Linked DNA regions of Mus musculus: regions 1 and 2 are each linked to region 3. Evidence: chromatin contacts called from public HiChIP or PLAC-seq data. All regions are on one chromosome and are shown on one strand. Each heading gives the region's core, a stretch centred on a gene start, on an enhancer-like site or on the middle of the called end of the contact. The rest is flanking DNA. Distances are from core to core; before and after follow the strand shown. Region 1 has its middle 9.1 kb from the start of Gm35187. Region 2 overlaps Ddah1 (dimethylarginine dimethylaminohydrolase 1). Region 3 has its middle 34 kb from the start of Gm17501.

Region 1 (4,725 bases), core at 1,345-3,844, 210 kb after region 3:
AGTTCCGTTCATTCTACTCACCTTCTGAGTGGAGCCTGACAGCCAGGCAATCAACTCTTCCTCTATTTGCCCCGCCCCCCCCCCAAAAAAATAAAAATAAAAAAGATTACTAACATCTGCCTCTCAACTCCAAAGGGACATTTTCAGCACAAATGAGATAAAGGAGCTGGGAGAGTCTTTGGAAAGAAGGAATAATGTAAATATCATTAGCATCATCATTATCCTCATTAACTCCTATCACCGTATGCTTGGATCCTTTCAAAACATCAACTTCTATTTGAAACATCAATCAACCACTCCAGAAATAACTGGGGATTTTCATCACTGATTGCCACCGTGGCCTGGCAGCTTCCACCGTGAGTTTACAGGTGTCCTCGGCGTGTGATGGAGCTGCTCCATCCACCTATCCCGTTAGAAAAGTTGGAATGTTCCTATCTTCTTCCCTCCCCAAACACTTATTTCTAGTGTAGTGGGAGCTGGGTTACTTTTAGCACATGGTATCTGGGGTTATCGGCCGTTAGAGACCATTGAGCTGCCAAATATGCTACTGCCACTATAAATAAACACAGTAGACTCATGGGACCATGCCAGCGAGACACTCGGGAGAGCGCTGCCTGGGCTGACTTGTGACATGGCCTGCAGGCCATGGCATTGCTAGGTGTTGGAAAGCCCCTCTATTTATGCACAGAGGCTTCGGTTGCTTTATTTTGAGTGAGGACAAAGCTTCAACGTGTTAAAATGGTGCCACAAAGGCAGTTCGCTTTTTCCCTAGCCCGGTCTTTTTTTTTTCTTAATTTGAGATAAAGTACATAAATGTAAATGGCCTATTGAAACTTGGCATTTTGAAGTACATATAAATTATAAAATAATTGCATAATTATAGTTGACATTTTTGTGTGTAGAATGTTAAAAATTGTTCATTTATTTCAAGATTTTAAGCCGGGCAGTAGTGGCACACGCCTTTAATCCTAGCACTTGGGAGGCAGAGGCAGGTGAATTTCTGAGTTGGAGGCTAGCCTGGTCTACAAAGTGAGTTCCAGGACAGCCAGGGCTGTACAGAGAATCCCTGTCTTAAAAAACCAAAAAAAAAAAAAAAAGATTTTAAGTATGCAGTGCAGTGCTGTTGACTGTGCTCCTATGTCTGCTGTTAGCTGTGCTCCTCCTATGTCTGCTGTTAGCTGTGCTCCTCCTATGTCTGCTGTTAGCTGTGCTCCTCCTATGTCTGCTGATAGCTGTGCTCCTCCTATGTCTGCTGTTAGCTGTGCTCCTATGTCTGCTGTTAGCTGTGCTCCTATGTCTGCTGTTAGCTGTGCTCCTCCTATGTCTGCTGTTAGCTGTGCTCCTCCTATGTCTGATGTTGGCTGTCACCCTTTGGCTGATGTTAGTTTTGACCCTATGGCTATATATTAAGCCTCTAGAACTCAATCATCACATGTATCTGAACTTTGTACCTCTTAACCCACATCCTCAACTGGTCCATTAACCATTTCTCTTGAAACATAAAGTTATGTACCTCTACATGGACAAAGAAGCTTATTGATTGAAATTTGATAAACCCTAAGAGGCAAGTTCCCCCCAAATACAATCAGAATACTACATGCTAGGTGTTGAAACACCCTGTATCCCAGCAAAGTACAATAACTGCTTATTCTACATGGATTCCACAGAAAAGCTCTGACAGCAAACAAGTTCTATTCCAAGCAAGAGCTCAGCTCTGTAGAAATGTTAGTTTTATTACTTCTGGAAGGAACTTGTGGAACAAACACTGATTCACGCACCCAACAGAGGCTCAAAATTCCAGGACAGGATGTGAACAAAGTCATCTATTTTGTTGACTGGGGACCCAGATGAGTGTGTGAAGTTCCCTAGGACTAATACTAGGAGAGAAACACCAGGCCCCCCCCTCTCTCTCTCGTGTTTTCTTTCAGCCTAAAAAATAATGGGAAGACAGAAGCTGTTACCAGGGCTAGATGGCAATGGGAGCCGAGTGCCATCTCTCCCACTTGTAACCCCAGCACCCAGGAACTGGGGGCAGAAGATCACCATGAGTCCCAGGCCAGCCTGGGCATCACAATTAGAGCCCGTCTCTTAAATAAATTAATTTAAAAGTTAATGATAAACAGGGTAAAACTTTAGAGAGGATTCCAGCAGGAAACAGAATTCACTGACACTTGGAAGAGAGCAGAGCCAACAGCTCATTCAGAGGCCTCAATGCTAAACCTCCATGCAGGGGCTGAGTGAGACGCCGCAAACCCAGCCGTCACAACACTCCTTGGCTCACCGGGGCTAGGATGGCAGATTGTGCCTCTAAGACTAAGACAAGAAGGTGCGTCTGGAACTTGCCAGAGCAGGCCCCAAGCTGAGAAGACACACATCAGTCCCTTTCTTGTTTCGCTCTGATCTGCTGCTGACCCGTTGGCTTGGAGATGCTTCTGATGGGGCCCAGGTGAGGATTCACAAGGTCAGCGTCCCCCAACAAGGAGCTGGCTGAGATACCCAGGAGGGAGCTGGAGAGGTCAGAGTATATCTGCACAGAGCCCGTGGTGAAGAGTTACAGCAGGTCAGAGAGGGGTGGGGGTGGGGTGGCGCAATGCCAGTGCTGTCTCACAGAGCTGGCATTTAAATCCTAATTCCTGGCACATTTCTGAGCTGGAGGCATGTGCTGTGGCCAGGCTCTCCTTCACTCAGTATCAGAAAATTATTGGATCCAAATCAGCCGCAGGCGGCCTCGGAGTGAAAGATCATCACGTCCCAGACCTGCCGGTCCAGGCCCTCTTTAATAGACACTGTGTTGATTCTAAACTTAGACACACCATGTGAGCACTTGGTCCCAAACATCAAGTTGCCATTTTGCAGCTGTTCCCGGGACTTTCTGGTCACACAATGTTGTTTAAAATTCTGACCTTCTGTGTTGACATCTAGCCCTAGATGTTTGCATTTTATTTGGTCATATTGCTCACGGGGATAATAGTTTAAGATCAGTGAGGTTCCTATCGTTGGGGTGTTCATGGACCATGAGCAAGAGTGGTGTGGTGGCAGAGAGACTGTTCCAGCCAGCAACCCTGGGAACGGACAGCATGGACAGCAGGGTAGGTAAGGTGTTCCTTTACCACCCAAGAGTCTACAATTAGGCTCCGGGTGGCTTTCCATTCCACTCTATCACCTCGGACTCACAGTCAGACACACACGGTCTTCATGTAGCAGATGACAATACTGAGGCCTCCACACTCAGTTTGCATTATAAGAATCTGCTTCTGATGGGGAAATGGTGAGAACTGCTTCCAAAGAGGACACCACACTTGAGTCACTCATCGTGGTCATGGATTGGATACAGCATGTGTTCCTTCAGCTCTACAGGGCTTGCCTAGTGTGTTCAGCCCTGGGTTTGACCTTCAGTGAAGAAAGGAGGGGATGGAGGGAAGGAAGAAGAGAGGGAAGAGAGAGGGCAGGAAAGGGAAAAAGGAAGGAAGGAAGAAAGGAAGGGAGGGAGGGAGGAAGGAAGGAAGGAAGGAAGGAAGGAAGGAAGGAAGGAAGGAAGGAAGGAAGGAAGGAAGGAAGGCAGGCAAGCAGGCAGGCTAATTCGGTGAGGTCTGTAGGCAAGTGTGGTATTTGAACCAACACCACACCCTTCCCCCCCCACTCTCAGTTCATGCGACAGAACCCCAGTGCCACATGACAGAGTAAGGAACAGGGCTCTCTTGGGACCTCACAGCTCCCCAGGTGAGGTTTGCCTTCCAGAGGAAGGGCAGGACATGAGTGTCCCTCACGCTGGCCCAGCACATCTGATGCTGAGGGGTGAGTGTGCTCCAAAGATGAGGGTCCACGCAACCCCTTCTGTGGGACGGAGGCTGCTCTTTGAGAGGACGGCTCCTGTAAGAGAACTGACACATCCCTGAGTGACCCTCCCTGCTGGCAAGCTAAAGATCCTTGAGTCTACGGATGGATGCCCTTAGTCCTCAGCAACCAAGCAAAAGTGTCAGAGAAAAATGGACAGTTCTTCCTGGCCCACCCCATCCAGAGAGATGCCTCCGACATGTTGTCTAGCAGGAGAATCAGGAGAGGAAAGAACTGGAGTCTTTTCTACAGAACAATTGAGTTCATTTGCAGTGAAGTGAACAAGACCAAAGCCATCTCTGCCTGCCGATCATATAGTCCCGATCCTCAAAACCCTCAGGGGCTTATGAAAAAGAATCAAAACAAGCCATTGAGCTCAGCATTTCAGGATGCCAAATCAACATTTAAATAAGTCATTGGTATTTCTCTGCATTTAGGATGGACAAACACACTCTTAGGAGAACAATTCCATTTGAAATGAATCGAATATGTAAATCAACTAATAAAGGCAGGAGAAGACAGATTCTGAGAATGGATGAAATTGTTAAAGGAATCAAAGAACAGAACACATGGAAAGACAACTTCTGGAGTTAGAGCAGATGGAGCCATCATGTGGGTGCTGGGAATTGAACCTGGGTCCTCTGGAAGAGCCCAGTGATCTTAACAGCTGAACCATCTCTCCAACCCTGAAAGCTTTAAGTTTTACAGGTTTCTATAGGAGCATCAGGGGCCTGAAACAGCGAAGACATCACTAAAGGTGGTGGTGGGTGGAGTTGGAGGACTCATGTATCCCAGTTTTAAAACTTCAGAAGTAACGAGTCAGTGAAGGATTGCGTAAGGATAGACTACAGATGAACAGGTGACATGAGAACGTGGAAACAAACCCAGGTG
Region 2 (4,816 bases), core at 449-2,948, 130 kb after region 3:
GGCCGTCCTCTGCTACCTATGTATCTGAAGTCCTGGCTCCCTCCGTGGATATTCTTTGGTTGGTGATATTGTGTTTGATGCAGAGTCTCACATAATCAGGCTGGCCTCAAACCTGCTATGTAGCTGAAAGTGTCCTTGATCTTCTGATTCTCTTACTTCTACCTCCAGAGTGCTGGGACTTCAGATATATACACCATATCCATTTTACATGGTACTAGGGCTTGAACCCTGGGCTTCGTTCATGCTAGGTGAGCCTTCCACCTATATCCCCAGCCCAGTTTTCATGCCTGTCTCAGTAAAAGCCTCACCGGACAGACTTGAAGTCCGTTGTCCTGCTTTGGTACCCACCATGTTCTTCCCAGTACAAACCCACGTCCCTGCCCCCCACATCCTCTATGTCTTTCCTCTGGTCTCTGTTTGCTGTGGTTCTTTCTCTGGGAAGGTGTTTTATAGGGGGTCCCTAACCTTAGGCCATCTCATCAAGGGTCAGGTATTGTTCCAACCCTCCAGGAACATTACTGAGGAGAAGAGAGATCTCCACACGAAGTTGTGTGGCTTCTCTTCCTGCAGACCCACGAGGACAGCGTATGCTGGTGTAAGCAGCAGCACCTAGTATGTTTTCACGCTTGGAGTGACTCTCTGAATTCAAGGTTACTGCTTGTGAGCCCTCTGAATTCAGGTGCACATTTTGTAATTTAGGGAAGAGTAGACTACGTTTTCCCAGCAGTCTTCTTGGATTGTTTTATTTTATTTTATTTTATTTTATTTTATTTTATTTTATTTTATTTTATTTTATTTTATTTTGATAAACAGTTCTAGTAAACCTAAGGCTTTATTGTGAAGTGGCTGAGATACAGCAATATAAGGCCCAAGTTTTTTCAGTGTCCAGGATTGGGGGAAATCCTTTGACTCCATTCCAGCACATACACAAAGATGAAGGGAGGCCACCATGTCCAACTGTTCCATTTAACAGATTGACACAGTGACAGTCTCAGTGGAATTGACCTCGGCGACTCAGCCGCCAGAGTTAGGCCAAGGTGACCTAACTCTGAATGGTATGCCCAGGTACTAAAACAGCATAATTTCATCTATGAAACTAACAAATAGAACAACTTTGGTTTTAGAATTATTTATTTTATTGAGACTGAGTCCATGCCCTAGAACTATGTAGATCAGTTTGGCTTTGAACTCACAGAAACTCACCTGTCTCTACTTCCACAGTAGGGCTGAATTAAAAGCATGCGACACCACACCCAGCAGTGATTTAGGATATTTTAAATGAAGACCCCTCCTCCTTGTCAACTTGTAAGTTTGTCTTCTGGGTCCATTTCTAGTTAGAAGTTCTATATTCGTAGTGAATACTGTAATCTGCACTTCAAAACTGCCTTAGCTACAAAGCACTGATGCTTCCCCTAAACCAGAAAAGTAAGTAAAAAGAGGACAGAAGCTGGACATCTCTGCCTTTGCTCTGTATCTCTTTCTTTAACTCATCAGCAGTATTAACAGTGTCCTGTTCCAGTCCCCTAAATGTCACCTGAAGTTCTCCAGTTACTGTCCTAAACCTGCAGTCACCTTGGATTCTAGGAACGGCGGGTCAGACCTTTCTGACAAGGAACCAACCCTACCTGCCTGACCTCTGCAAGCCTCAGGTAGCAGACGGACCACTCCTCAAAGTGAGGGTAATTGTCATAGTGGTAAGGCTACATCCTGGAGCAGGGCCACTCCCTGAAGAACCAGGATAGGAAGACTGTCTGGTTATGCACAGTTCTTGCCCCTGCCCCAGTTCTAAATGTATTCCAGCCCAAATCCCATAGCAGTTCCTTGAAGATGCACTTGAGTCACTAAGCCCCACTATGCACTTCCTGGCCCCAGTGTGCCATACTGTGTGCCATATCATCATGTGCCATACTGTGTGCCATATCATGTACCATATCATTGTGTGCCATATCATGTGCCATAGTATGTGCCATATCGTCTGCCATATCATGTGCCATAGTGTGGGGGTCATACTGTGTGCCATATCATCATATGCCAAACTGTGTGCAATATCGTCTGCCATATCATGTGCCATAGCGTGTGGCATATTGTCCCATCTCCTTTCCCTATTTTTTGCCATTACTCATCTCTTTACTTGACCAGTCCGGTCTCTGAGACTCCCTAAGCCAAGACTTTGCCCTGAGGCTCCAGTGGCAGTCCTGGATACTCTCCATACTGATAGTTTCCATCCTCATGTTTACATCAAGACACTGCCTAGAGGGAACTTCAGATTCCATAGAAGAAGGGTGCGGTCCCTCGGGTCTGCCCCCACTCCACTTGTTGATCACTTCTTACATGGTTTCCGTGACCACCTACTTGGCATTTGATAATTTGTTAGACTAAATCACAGGATTTATGCTTAAACTTATCAATTCATGAGCAAGGATAGAACATAGGAATAGCTAGGGGAAAACTGACGTGTAGAACAGTATATGAGTGAGCCAGAAGTCCATGTTTTTCCTGACACACTGTCCTCCCAGTACCTCCGTCTGTTCACTAACCCTGAAACTCACCAAATCTTATCACTGAATGTTTGTTACAGAACACAATCTCTAGCTACCACCACCCTTTTCCTGGAGATCACTGGGTGAGTCTCCACATTCCAAGCCTACAATCCTCTGGTCTTCTGACCAACTGCATTTGGAAGCTGTCTAGCCCCACCCCCTCCATTCTGCCTGTTATAAATTCAAGTGCTATGGAAGGAGGCTTGTTATGAATAACAACAGACATACTTATCACTCAGGAAATCCCAGGGTCCTTAGGAGCTCTGTGCCAGCAACTGGAGGCAAAGGCCAATTTAAAAAAAATGCATATTGTAACAAGACTACTGGACTTTGTGCTCCCTGTAGCAGAAAATAACACATCTCTTGAATCCAAAAGCGGCTCAGGATCGATTAGAAGCAAGTTGAGAAGCAGTAGAGCCAGGATATGTCAAATCTTCTACTCTTTTATGTCTTCCTTTCCTCTCCCTCCAAAAACAAAAACAAAACAAAAAACCCCGAGTACACATAATAACGGGAGGCAGGGGCCCCATCTCTCTGGTCCTTTGTGCAGAGAAATGTTCAACCTCGTGGGTCAGCCACACTCATGCTGGATGGCTTGGCAGGCAGCTTCCCTTCACAAATAGGAGACAGACTCTGTTGTTGTCCCTGCTCATCAGAGCATCCTCTGCCTGACTGTTCCCAGAGCCCTGTGTGGGAAGCCTTGTGGCAGCTCAACAGAGGAAGGCGTCACTGGGCCGTTAAGTTAGCTTGCTGTGCTTGAAGATGAGGCTGTGCTAGGGAAGTAGACCTTGGCGTTTCTCCATCTTGGGACAGTTGTGGGCATGAGGTAAGAATATGTCAGGAGGACATGGTCTTTTCTTTCTGTAGAATTCATAGAAAATCAACTTGAGTTTCTTCTTCTATAAGTAATAAAGATGTTCATAAGAGATCTTCTGGGGGGAAACCTAGTTCAATTCCCAGCATCCACATGGTACTTCGAAGCTGTCTATAACTCCAGTTCTAGGGTATCCAATACCCTCACACAGACATATGTGCAGGCAAAACACTAATGCATATGAAATAAAAATAAATCAGATCATTTTTTAAAAAAAGAGGTCTTCTAGAGGTGTCAAGTTTGACTACACGTTCTTTTCACTGTTGCTGAATTATATGCCATCATTGTAAGGCAGTTTGGGATATTTTACTAATTGCCATCCCAGTGCCTGAAATTCCCTCCCACTTCCATTCCTGTTGTGGGAGCGTGGCTGATTCCTTCAGAGTATGAGCTCAGGGAATTCATCTGAGTGGGGTTGTGTCACACACTCAGCCTTGCCTCAACTATTCACTTCACACAAGCATACATCTTCTCTTTGGTACACACAGGGACAAACCTGCACACACTAAACAGTAAGGAAGCCAATGAGATGGAGCCATTGGTCTGAGCACTGAGCCACAGTCTCAGTAAAGGTGGTTCCAAGAAGAGGATTTCATGCAGCGTCCAACACAGAGCCCCACACAGCACCAGCCATCAGCCCACATCTGTCTACTGAGTGAGTGTGTAAGCCAGCAGATGAAGGCAATGCACATTTGATGTTCTGAAGTTTTGTGTGGATTGTCTGAGACTCCTAGTTAAAGACGCAATAGTAAGTAATGAACATCTGATGAACATTGGCTGGGCAGGAATCATGCTCTGTCACTGAGCTACATCCCCAGCCTCCGAGCACCTTACATACAATGTGTTTACCATCTCAGTTTTTAATGTGAATCCTACATTGAAGAAACTGAGGCTTTGAGTATAAGTAGGTTGCATGGTCGGCTAGGCAATCAGAGTATAGGATTTGAACCAAGTCATTCAATTCCAAAACACACAAACCCAACCATTTGGCTGCATAGCATCCAGGGAGTTGTATCCCTTTCATGATGTCTGGGCCAGTGAGACTCTGTATTAGGTCCAGACACTCTACATTAAAAGTCACAGATAGCATCATAGAGACAACAAAGGTGACACCTTGCTTTCTCGTATCTCAGAGAGCAGCAGCTTATCTTAGAAAGGTCATTGTGGTGGGATGTTTCCAAGTACTTCAAGAGGAGACATCTGTGGCTTCTTCCGATGAAGTTCTTCTGTAAAATGTAACCTTATCTTTATCCCGGGTCCCAGTAATGCCAGATAGCAGATCTAGGCTGTGGCTGAGGCTCCTCTAGGGAAGAGGAAACAGGTAACTGTCACCCCGACTTCCAGGTCACTTCTCAGGAGAAGCAGTGGACATAGCTAAAATCAGGTTTTAAAAAAAATCTTA
Region 3 (4,724 bases), core at 2,100-4,599:
TAGACAGCAGCTAGCAGAGTTCCTGGTGCTGCCTGTCTATGGTAGGTGGGAGCAGATGTGTGAGCTCTCCCTGGGTCTGAATAGGACACCCGACTTCAAGAAAAACCACCAAATAAATCCCACCTTTCTGTTACTTGCTTGGGTCCTTCTCTGGGCTTATTAAATAAAGGTCTGACAGTATATCACATTTCACATCCTCCCGAGTATAATATCTTGATTTACTGTAACCATAAGAAGACACTGTGCCTCTCTAGATTTCAGTTCTAAATTTCTAAGGTGATGCATATATGAAAATGATAATTTTAAAAATATATATTATCTTATTTTCTATTTTGCCTATATGAATGTCAATGTACCACATATGTGACTGGTGTCCACAAGGGCCAGAAAGACGCACCAGGTCCTCTGGGACGGGAGTTACAGACAGTTGTGAGCTAAGGTTAGGGTCTGGGTGTGGAAACAGAAGTTAAGCCATTATAGTACCTTGGGCGCGTGAGCAGGACTGCCACTGTGTGGATGCTCTCCTTCCTAATTTGCTGGATAAGAAGCCTTGGCATGAGGCTCAGCAATCTTCAGTTAACAAGTCTTCTAGAAGATTCTGGTGGCGACAAAGTTTGATAACTCTTAACGGTACAGCCACCGTTAGCACAGAACGGTTTTGGAAGATGCTAAGTCACTTTTCATAGAGTTCCACACCACAGATACTGCTTAACTGAGCCGTAACCTAAGTGTGTTGTAGGGAACTAATTCCAAAAACATTTGTGTGTAGATGAGGTTAAATGCCCTGGTATTTTAGGGCGCTTTCAGCTACACAAAATGAGTTAGGTTTCCTTGATGAGAACTGATAGTCGTGAGATTCACCAGAAAAAAAATCAGCTCCATCATTTTGGGCCAAATCTAAAGCAATCTTTATGAAATATTAATACTGACCAAGGGATGAACTTTGGTCAGGACCATTCTCTGGAATTTCCCAACTGAGAATGGCCTCAAGTCACGTGTTGTGGGGGCTTATAAGGGCAAACCTCTAGGCCACCGTATTTTCCCATGAGGCTTTGTTGTTTTCCAAGAACTACAACTCCCAGCATCCAGGAAGTTACCTGGTTCCTGGGCAGGTGGGGCTTGCAGGTTAATTTTGGGCATCACAAGAACCTATGTAACTGTGCGTGATCCAGTGCCCTGCAGGCTTTCTTAGAGCTTTTAATGCATAAGTGTTTAATTATGACTCTCCAAAAGAAGACATTCTCTGTTGTATAAATGCATCTTCTAGTTTAACTCTTGTTTTCTGGATTTATTTCTCAAGTAAAGCCCACTTGTTATCAAGTATTTGAAAAAGAATATTTCCCCACCTCCTACAAATGATCATGCGCTGTACTATGCGTAGATTCTTTTCCTGTTTTTTTTTTTTTTTTCCTTAGAGGACTATATTGACTTTCACTTGTTTCTGGTTCACTAACAGTTTAGAACTCTCTGTATATGGCTTTTATCTCTACTCTCTGTTTCGCATGGTTTGCCTCCAGTCTAACAGTATTGAGAAGGAGGAGCCAGCCACAATGCCTTACTCAGCTGTGACAGAAAACCCCAGCCTGGGCAGCTTGCAGCGAACACCAATGTATTGGCTCACAGTTCTAGAGACTTCGATATGCAACATCACATTTGCGACATCTGCTAAGGGCATTTTTTGGGTTACAGACACAAGCAAAGGAAAGCTGAACTCTCCCCTCTGTGAGGAACCCATGCTCCCCATGACTACGATTGTAACTGACAAGATGGTTATATTTTATTCTCGAAAGCAGAACTCTCCGGAGTAATTTTCTTATTTTATAAACTATATAAATAAGGACATTGAAAGAAAAGAGATTTGATCAAAGTGGCATGACTGTTCATTTAGCAGAATTGGTCAAACTAATTTGTCACAAAAACCTAAGGCCTGGGCTGGAGAGATGGCTCAGCGTTTAAGAGCACTGACTGTTCTTCTAAAGGTCCTAAGTTCAAATCCCAGCAACCACATGGTGGCTCACAACCATCCATAATGAGATCTGATGCCTTCTCTGGAGTGTCTGAAGACAGCTACAGTGTACTTACATATAATAAATAAATAATTCTTTAAAAAGAAAACCAAAAACAAAACCTAAGCCCTTGAACTTGAGACGATACTCTTGTCTCCTTAGAAACAGGCAAGTGGGAGACACACAAGAGGACACATTGCATCTGCTCCCCTCCTTTAAAAAATATCCTTTGCATTGAATGTACTTGAGTGAAATTTATTTAGCAACATAATATCATTCATTATTTAGACTAGGGGGGACCTAGGGTAAGGGAAGGAAATTAAGAAAGGGACCATTCTGGATATAGTTACATCTTGTGTGTGCCTCCTTCTCAAATGCAGGGCTGTTCCCTGAGCCGCTGCCCAGTGAAAGGGGCATTCACTGCTAGCAAAAGCAGGCCTTCCTGCTGCCAAGCCCGGCTGCCAGTCAGCAAGGAGAGACGGGAAAATTAATAGTGAGCTGCCATTTTCAACACTTCTTAGCAACTTAGCAAAGAGTAGAAACTGATCCTTCTCTGGAAAGAAAAAGCATAAAAGACTTCAAGAAACTCCGAGTCAGTCTGATGCCTGTGCTGTATCATGGTTAAACCACGGGCGAGGTGTTTTCTTCTGCAAAGAGCGGGCCAGCGGCCTCTACATTATTAAAGGTGAAGAATTTCCAGCCCCTGTTTCTTGCTTCTCCTTGAGTGTTTCTTTCTCTGCTTTTGAAAGGTTCGGAGCTGCTGGGAGACTCATCTGGCTCAGCGTGGTGCCTGTGAGGAGAGGAAGGAGGGCAGAGTTTAGGCTGTTGGATGAAGCCAAGGAATGTCTGAGTGGTAGGACAAGGGAGTTGTTGACTTTGCTGAAAATCCTTCTCGAAAATACCTCCTATAATGCTGGGGTGTGTAGTCCCCCCTTAGTGCTGTTCCAACCCCCCTCCTTTTAAATAAACGTGTAGAATTCCAGTCCTGTGCAGAGGAAGTTAGAAACGAACCCCGCTGTCGCTATCTCCACAGGCATCTGTGTAGGTGTGACAGGGTGAATAGGCCCTTTGGGAATTTTAAGGGGAATCCTCTAGAGCCAAATTCCTCAATGAGGGTAAACTTCCATCAGCTGTGTAAACAGTGGGGCAATGTGTGAAGGCCAGAGGCAGTCTCCTGATAGTCGGCTACTGTGCTCAGGTAAGTAAGAGGAGCTGTGGTCCTTCCACCCCCAAGGCCCCCAGGATGAGTCGGGTTTTGTGGCTCCCAGTGAGTGGGTGGCTAGGAATTCCCTCTCCGCTTCATCTAGTACAGAGGGCAGTCTGACTAAGCGAGATAGCGCTCGCTCGCTGGCTGGAGAAAGCCAACACCCAACGTGGCTCCTGGTGTCTGAGTGCCTGAGGAGAACAGTAACTCCTAGCTGGCGCTCCAACTAGCCACTCACTGGCAGCCACCCCAGTGGCTCAAGAGATGCCTGTCCAGCAGGACAGCATGCTCTGAGAACTATTTATTTGACTGTTTTATTTAACACAGGACGTTAATTGCAATTCATGGATCCGGTTTCTTTATTCCCTACACCATCTGAAGGAGGGCAGAAAACCCAGGAACGAGGCTATGTTCCTGTCCAGCCCTGCCATGCCCATGATTACACATCTGTCCAGTCTTGGTACACAGCGATGCTAACCTCAACTCTTCTTCGTATGGAAATCTGGATACTGAGTCCAGTTCTCAAGCCCATAAATTGTTCAGAAACGTCTTTATTCCTCTGACATACAAGTTGTTTAGCTTAAACGAAGAAGGAGGAGACATAAAAACTAGGTAGGTATAGTGCTTTAGCTGTATCAGTGTGTAACACATTCTCAAGCCTAGGAACAGATCGGCAAGAGGTAAATAACAGATCTCCTTGTTGTAAACATATTTTAAATATCAAAAAATGAAAAAAATAAAAACAAAAAATAATGCAACTGCCACAAAAGTCACAATGTCTTTGGCTTTTAGACATTTTCTTTCTGTATTCATCAGTTGAATCTCCTCTTTCCGCGTAGGAAGCGTTGGCAGAAGCCCAGGCAACATCCAACTGGGGAAAAGTTTCTCTGCTCCAGGCTCCCTCAGTGTTTACCGAGGACGATAGGATTGTTTTGAGATAATGATGTCTAGCCTCCTTTATCAATAATGCCAATATTGATTTTCTCCTCTCGGAGCTCTACACCGACCAACACAATCAAAGAATTCCCTCACAGGCATTATCTAAAGCTAACCTCAACCTAGACAGTCTCTAACAGATAAACCAAGGCCTGTTTCCTAGAAGTCAAGTTGACAATTAACATCAGCACAGCCCTGCATCCGTGACAACTGTCATTTTCTTCAGAACGATCTGATATTCAAGCCGCTCTTCCATTCTCCCTTCTTCCTTCCTTCCTTCCTTCCTTCCTACCTTCCTTCCTTCCCTTGGTCCTTGCTGGATCATTAAACCCAGGGCCTTACTTATGCTAAGGACCTGCCTTGACACTGAGTTTCACCCTCAGCAACCCCACCTCTATATTCCATTTTTCTTTAAATATGCTAAACATGTACAAGGATGGTTGTGACCAAGAACTTAGTGAAGTGTGATTCAGGGGGAAGAGGAGAAGGCGGAGCTAAGAAGGTTCAGAGCTCTTCAGTTTGAACATTGTTGTATCTTCTGGTTCCTGGTAAACACACCATGTGAGGATTATTATGTG

Evidence for each region. HiChIP or PLAC-seq counts read pairs in DNA pulled down with a chosen protein or histone mark.
Region 1: a CTCF HiChIP or PLAC-seq map of the NIH/3T3 cell line shows a contact between it and region 3, with 11 read pairs. The contact joins two enhancer-like sites. A contact is called at or near these places in 1 of 15 datasets of contacts at CTCF or cohesin (the NIH/3T3 cell line), 3 of 484 Hi-C or Micro-C datasets (embryonic fibroblasts and pancreatic cancer cells) and 7 of 115 datasets of contacts at active chromatin or transcription factors (the NIH/3T3 cell line, astrocytes, embryonic basal ganglia and 3 more).
Region 2: a contact with region 3 is called in an H3K27ac HiChIP or PLAC-seq map of extraembryonic endoderm stem cells. The contact joins two enhancer-like sites. A contact is called at or near these places in 1 of 115 datasets of contacts at active chromatin or transcription factors (extraembryonic endoderm stem cells) and 2 of 9 other capture datasets (adipose tissue and embryonic stem cells).

The regions. Positions count from the first base shown.
Region 1 is chr3:145,897,382-145,902,106 of GRCm38.p6, forward strand. No RefSeq gene overlaps it. Among named protein-coding and RNA genes, the nearest start is that of Gm35187, 9.1 kb to the left of the region's middle. Within about 2 kb of position 2,595, at least 18 of the 459 cell types and tissues checked have an H3K27ac peak or open chromatin away from gene starts, as enhancers often do. A contact at or near this core is called in the NIH/3T3 cell line and astrocytes, where this site is marked.
Region 2 is chr3:145,814,298-145,819,113 of GRCm38.p6, forward strand. All of the region lies in intron 1 of Ddah1 (dimethylarginine dimethylaminohydrolase 1), which reads left to right. Among named protein-coding and RNA genes, the nearest start is that of Ddah1, 58 kb to the left of the region's middle. Within about 2 kb of position 1,699, at least 20 of the 459 cell types and tissues checked have an H3K27ac peak or open chromatin away from gene starts, as enhancers often do. A contact at or near this core is called in extraembryonic endoderm stem cells, where this site is marked.
Region 3 is chr3:145,681,967-145,686,690 of GRCm38.p6, forward strand. No RefSeq gene overlaps it. Among named protein-coding and RNA genes, the nearest start is that of Gm17501, 34 kb to the left of the region's middle. Within about 2 kb of position 3,350, at least 113 of the 459 cell types and tissues checked have an H3K27ac peak or open chromatin away from gene starts, as enhancers often do. A contact at or near this core is called in the NIH/3T3 cell line, astrocytes and extraembryonic endoderm stem cells, where this site is marked.